Linked DNA regions of Triticum aestivum: region 2 is linked to region 1. A link is a contact called in public Hi-C data. All regions are on one chromosome and are shown on one strand. Each heading gives the region's core, a stretch centred on a gene start, on an enhancer-like site or on the middle of the called end of the contact. The rest is flanking DNA. Distances are from core to core; before and after follow the strand shown.

Region 1 (2,737 bases), core at 173-2,672:
TAAAAGAAGTAAGAACATAAATTGAAGAGGAATTAAGCAACAACAACAAGAACAAAAAGCTATGACAAGGGGGGCCAATCTTAATCTTCCTGGACTCTCATAATACAAAACACCTTTGTATCACTAGTGATGATACATATGCAGATCCTGTACATATGCAGATTCTTTTGTTGATCATGAAGGAGGCAAGGTGCTGCATAGACTACGATTAGGTTTGGCGGTTCTGATCCATACCTAAGTACAAATCTGGAGGCTATTTCCCAAATTTGTATATACTTAATGTTGTATGTGTTGAATGCGCACTCTGTGTTTTCGCCATTACAAATTTACTCTTCTATTCTAAGTTTAGAATTTTGTTACAATCTTTGAGCAGCCTGCCATTCTTGTGGGCTGAATGGCTGATGAAGATACAGACAAAACGTCAGCATTTGCTTAATTCTTTATGACAATCTGGCCATAGTTACCCTTTGCAAAAATTATACACTTTTGGGGGCCTCCCCTACGGTTTACTGTCAAAAAATAACCATTCAAAATATGGTTCAGTTGGCTAGCGGCTTAACTTGGGAAATCCTGAAAGTCATGCTGGTGGTTCTGGCTGGCGTATTCATTTAGTTTTAGACCACAGGTGGAATCTAATGACCGGTAGTACTTACCAAGGAATTACCTACCTGGATGATTACTGTGAAAACATGAGTCTAGCTGGCATGAAGCTGTATGCTCAGGTTCAAGTTTCTACTAGTACTGAAACTTGAGATGATCCTTAGAATTATGACAGCCTTATTATGGTACAATGGTGTCAATCATGCATATGCAGAAATTAAGCAGCCAATGGAGCCACTTTTCAATCAAGTGCATCAGCAGCTAGTACTAGTTGTTAATGTATCCAAGATCTTCTTTAATTAAGAAGCCAATCCATGGACGGGGCTTATACCTTGCAAGGTGCCGAAGGTGGAACTAGGTCTTGGCTTGGAGGTCGGGATCTGCAGGGCGGTGCCACAGGATCGATCTGCAGTAGAGGCGGCGAAGGGTGGACGGATCCGGCAAAAGATTGCAGTGGATGAGAAGGGATTGACGAGGACGAGGACCTGCTGTCGATCGAGTGAACTGGTTAGGGTTGCGAGATGCAATAGAAGGTAGTGGAAGGAGAGTCAGAGGAGAAGCCTTACCGGCGGCGACCTTGCCGGAGGAGAGGGATGTCGTCCTCGGCGAAGGAGATGGACCGGGATGGGGCGATCTGGGCGGAGGAGAGGGACCGAAACGGGTCTACCTTGGCAGAGGAAAGGAATCGAGACGGAGCGACAGGGCGATCTGGCCGGAGGAGAGGGTGGCGGCAGGAAGGAGGAGGAGAGGGTGGCGGCGGGTGGAGGAGCAGAGGGGGGAAGCCGATCCGCTAACATCCTCAAGGATGTCAAGAAGGTACAGTGAAATGCGTGGGTAAAGCGAAGAATAGATGTCAGTATTACTATAGCAACTACTGTACGAATTTACTGTAGCATGTATAAAAATTTGCAATGTACCATAATTTTGTTTGTATGTAATTTTTGTAAATGTATACAATAGATTTGTAATTTGCAAATTAATTATAATCATTTTAGGCTCGTAACGTTTGCTTTAATCTAGTTCATGGAATAGAAAAATAGCTCTCTGGTTAGTAGAGATGAAGAGAGTTCCTCAACTTCTCCATTGCAAATCAGGAGATTGGAGAGGTGAAGCAGTTCGAAGGTGCAGCTTGATGTGCACCTACCAAAGGCTGCTGAGCTTGGTCTTGCTGGGCGGCGGGATGGCATTCGAGCTCGGCGACATAGCCTTCAAGCCATCTGAGAAACCATATAGACCAGTCTGTGGAGTGCATGCACTGATAAGGTTAGCAGGGACTAGATTTAGGCTATAATCGAGTCACTACATATAGATTTGTGGCAAGGGATCTTTCTTGGCGCATTTCTAGATCCGGGTGCAAGAGACGAAGTTGATGACCTTGTCCCGGCAAGAAATCAGTGAGGGGATTTTGTTGGTAGTTGAGAACGAGGTAGCAGTTGACATCTATGGCGGCAGGAAGGATGATCAAGGATTATGAAGGGAGTGAGTGGGGATGTATGTGCTTGGTATGGCCATATTGGTAGGAGAAGAATCTTGAAGGGGGAAAGTTACTGGTGGAAGTGAAGTTGTTTCTGGGATATTTTTAATGAAAGTTTCTGGGATGGATTGCGTTAATGGACTGCTCAGGATGATGGAGAGAGATGCTGATGGCCCATTGTGAAACAACATCTGGGCCAGAAGACATCTGTGGGTAGCCGGCACAATAACTCAGGGATCAGTGTGGGCCAGATCAACAGTGAAGAAGGAAATGCCAATCTTTATACAAGATAGAGTATCAGAATCTTCATGAATCTAGGAGAGAAACAATGTGCAAGATAAGCGAAGCATATGTGCTCGCGCATAGATTTACACTTCCGGTTCAAAAATACTTATAAAGTAGTCATTAATACTTATTTAGTTAGTTTTGGGTGAATTATCCTAGTGAGAAGCTTTCAAGGACATAAAAAACATTTTCTTCAGTAAAAAAACATGATTACAGCTGCTTTGATCAGGTAATCAACACCTGGAGACAAGGATAATGTAAAAAAACATGATGCTAACCTTGTTGAACTCCACGAATTGTGGCTGTGAGGAATCGAGAATTTGGACAATGCCTAATATTGAGCTTTCGCAGATATGCATGAACACCTTCTCTGTCAGC
Region 2 (2,737 bases), core at 154-2,653, 130 kb before region 1:
CCGACAGCGATCTTCATCCTTGTCATCCACGGGAGAGAGCCATTGGTACCTGAAGATGGTAGGATGTTTCAGATCAGTTTCCTCCTCCACGTTGACCAAGAGTTGTAGTAACTTGCAAGCACCAGGAAGTTGGTAGGATAAATATTTTTTTAATCCAAAATATCCAGTATCCCTTTTTAGTAAATATCCAATCTCCACATTCATCTGATTTTAAAAAGAGAAAATGTGTGTTGTTCTTTTGGAAGGCAGAGAGCAGCTCAGCTATCCTCTTGACTTAGAGAAAAGAAACTTCAGGGGACAAGAACAGCTCGTCGCTGATGGAACAGATGGCACTCGTACGTGCCTAGATTTCCAAATTAAAACATTTCTTTATCTTGCTGGTCTCGACAACAACCAAACAAACTAATCCTCAGAATGATTAATTGACAGCAGAAAGCAGTGAAGAAGTAACTCACTTTTGAAGAGGTGCGTCTCCAGGCTCCCGGCGTTCATGAACTCGTAGACCAGCATCCGGTGCTCGTCCTCGTAGCAGTACCCGATCAATTTCACCAGGTTGTTGTGCCTCAGTTGCCCAAGGAAGAAAACCTCAGCCTACAAGAGCAACCCATATAAGTCATCCATTCATGAACCAGACCTCGAAATTGATCTGCTGGCGCGAGCATTGCACTCTGTTCAGCACTCACCAGCCACTCCTTGTGGCCCTGCGTGCCGCAGTCCAGGTCGAGGTACTTGACGGCGACGGGCTGCGCGGCCAGCCCGGGACGGAGCTTGTCGTCGACGGCGCCCTTGTAGACCGGGCCGAAACCGCCGCAGCCGAGGTAGTTGGCCCGCGAGAAGCTCCCGGTCGCCGCGCGGAGCTCGGCGTAGGTGAAGGCGTGCAGGTTGGAGCCGGACAGCGTGATGGACAGGTCCTCCGGGGACAGCGTCCCCGACGAGCTGAGGCTCTTGAAGGACATCCTCGACGACGACCTCGCGCAGCCTTTCCCCCGCCGCCCGATCCGCCGCCTGCAGTCGTCGTCGTCGTCCGCCACTCGGCCCCCGCCGACGCAGCACGAGAACGGGTTCCAAGATTTGGCGGCCATGGCAAAGAACCGAGAATCTCCGCGTATATCAATATCGTAGGAGGATCAAGAATGTTTCCCGCCACCCGGGGGCTGTGAGTGCAGGGGAGGTCGGGCGAGGGAGGGAGAAGGTCAGGTGAGCAGGACTGGAGAGAAGGAGAAGGCGGGGATCGGCTTGGGTGGAGGATGGAGTGGCTGGCCGGGCCTTTATATAAGTGTGGAGTGCGGGCCTCGCCCCTGCCGTAGGACTCTGATCGGAGGAAACAGGGGAAGGGAATATGGTGGTGGTTGGTGGCGCGAACGGCTCGCCCCTCCCTCCAACGGACCAGAGTTTCTACCGGCGAGACGACGTAGGTTTTCATTCATGGAGTTGACTCAAACCTTGTTTGTGGGAACGAACATGGGTGGATCAAAGTGACGGGCATGTCACACCGCGGTTTCATATACCAAATCGAACCGCGGGTTCGCGTTTGTATGGTGAAAAGTTGTTCGGGGGTGGACCATCGGACGTACGCTAGGATGATTAAATTGACTATTCAACCTACTACTAACAGAGTACGTGGTTTTGCGCTACTGTCGCCGTGGGTTTATGCTACAGCTACAGGTGCCTTTAGCCCTTTTTTAAGCCCTGGCCGTGTAACAGTTGCTTCAATATGCAGGAACGACCGGTCGAACCGTACCTGAAATAAAATTGACAGAAAGCGCAGGGCCTTTTATTTAGCTAAACTATTCACCTTGGGACATTCTAATTTGGACTTTGTGCAGGCCGTTCCGGTGAAAAGTAGAGTGAATTGCTCGAGGGACCGGAAGTTTCAAGATCAACAAACAAAGAAGAAGAGAACGGCCTGGTAAGCTGAATATCTTTTCTTATGAACACCTGAGTTGTTACTACCTGTATCTTTAAGAAATAGGCGAAATGCAAGGTTGCGCACCCGTTTTACCGGTCAAAATTATACGTTACTCCGTTTTACCGAGTAAACATGATAGAAGTTCCAACAGTAGTCCAAAGCAAAAAAAGAATTTCGCTTACTTTTTTTTGCAGTCAATTTCGCTTACTTTAGTAGGTAGTACAGATTAATACAGTTCAGGTTAGTCCTGGGCTCCTGGCTAGAGAGAAAAACACGTTGGCTTATTTTGTCGGGAGCCGATATAATTGTGTAGACTGGCATAAAATATGAATATCGTAAATTTTACACACATGAACCACATGTAGTCATTTTGGGAATAGACACATCACACATGTAAACCATAATCATCTTAAGCATTGTACAATTCGGCTAGAGTAAACTATGGATGTTGCTTTTCTGTTGGCTCTTGTGTGATAACAGTAGAAGTGCACGCTGCCTTTGCGCATAATCATGGCATTTGATGCCGCGCAAGTCGTGCCGGAGAGGATTAGGGTTGAGTAGCCGACGTGGTCTACGTACAGCGGAGTAGGGGCTCAACCGGGAATCACCTTTTGCCGGATAATGCCATGCAGTGCAGACAGGGGCAGTGTTACCATCAGAATGTTTTACAAGTAAACTCAATCGTTCTTCTTTCTCAGGTTACCTCGTGCCTCTTTGCTACAGGTAGATTAACTAGATTTGCTGCCTAGTCATAGCTCACCCTTTCCATCGTCCTTGCTATCAAATTATCAAGTGGCCCAACTGGTAGAACCTTAGCCGGTTTGGAGT

What was found. A called contact is a pair of places that touch in the nucleus more often than the background predicts.
Region 2: a Hi-C map of leaf shows a contact between it and region 1, with 4 times the contacts expected there. The contact joins the promoter of LOC123103739 here to the promoter of LOC123103737 in region 1. A contact is called at or near these places in 3 of 5 Hi-C or Micro-C datasets (leaf and an unstated tissue).

The regions. Positions count from the first base shown.
Region 1 is chr5A:424,725,566-424,728,302 of IWGSC CS RefSeq v2.1, reverse strand. LOC123103737 (nucleolar protein 58) reads right to left here and starts at 1,422. Exons shown (of 6, transcript XM_044525412.1): 1 at 1,167-1,422; 2 at 932-1,088.
Region 2 is chr5A:424,860,123-424,862,859 of IWGSC CS RefSeq v2.1, reverse strand. It overlaps LOC123103739 (serine/threonine-protein kinase RIPK), which reads right to left and starts at 1,403. Exons shown (of 4, transcript XM_044525414.1): 1 at 684-1,403; 2 at 456-591; 3 at 1-49. The coding sequence starts at 1,082. LOC123103740 (a long non-coding RNA gene) reads left to right here. Exons shown (of 4, transcript XR_006449948.1): 4 at 1-184.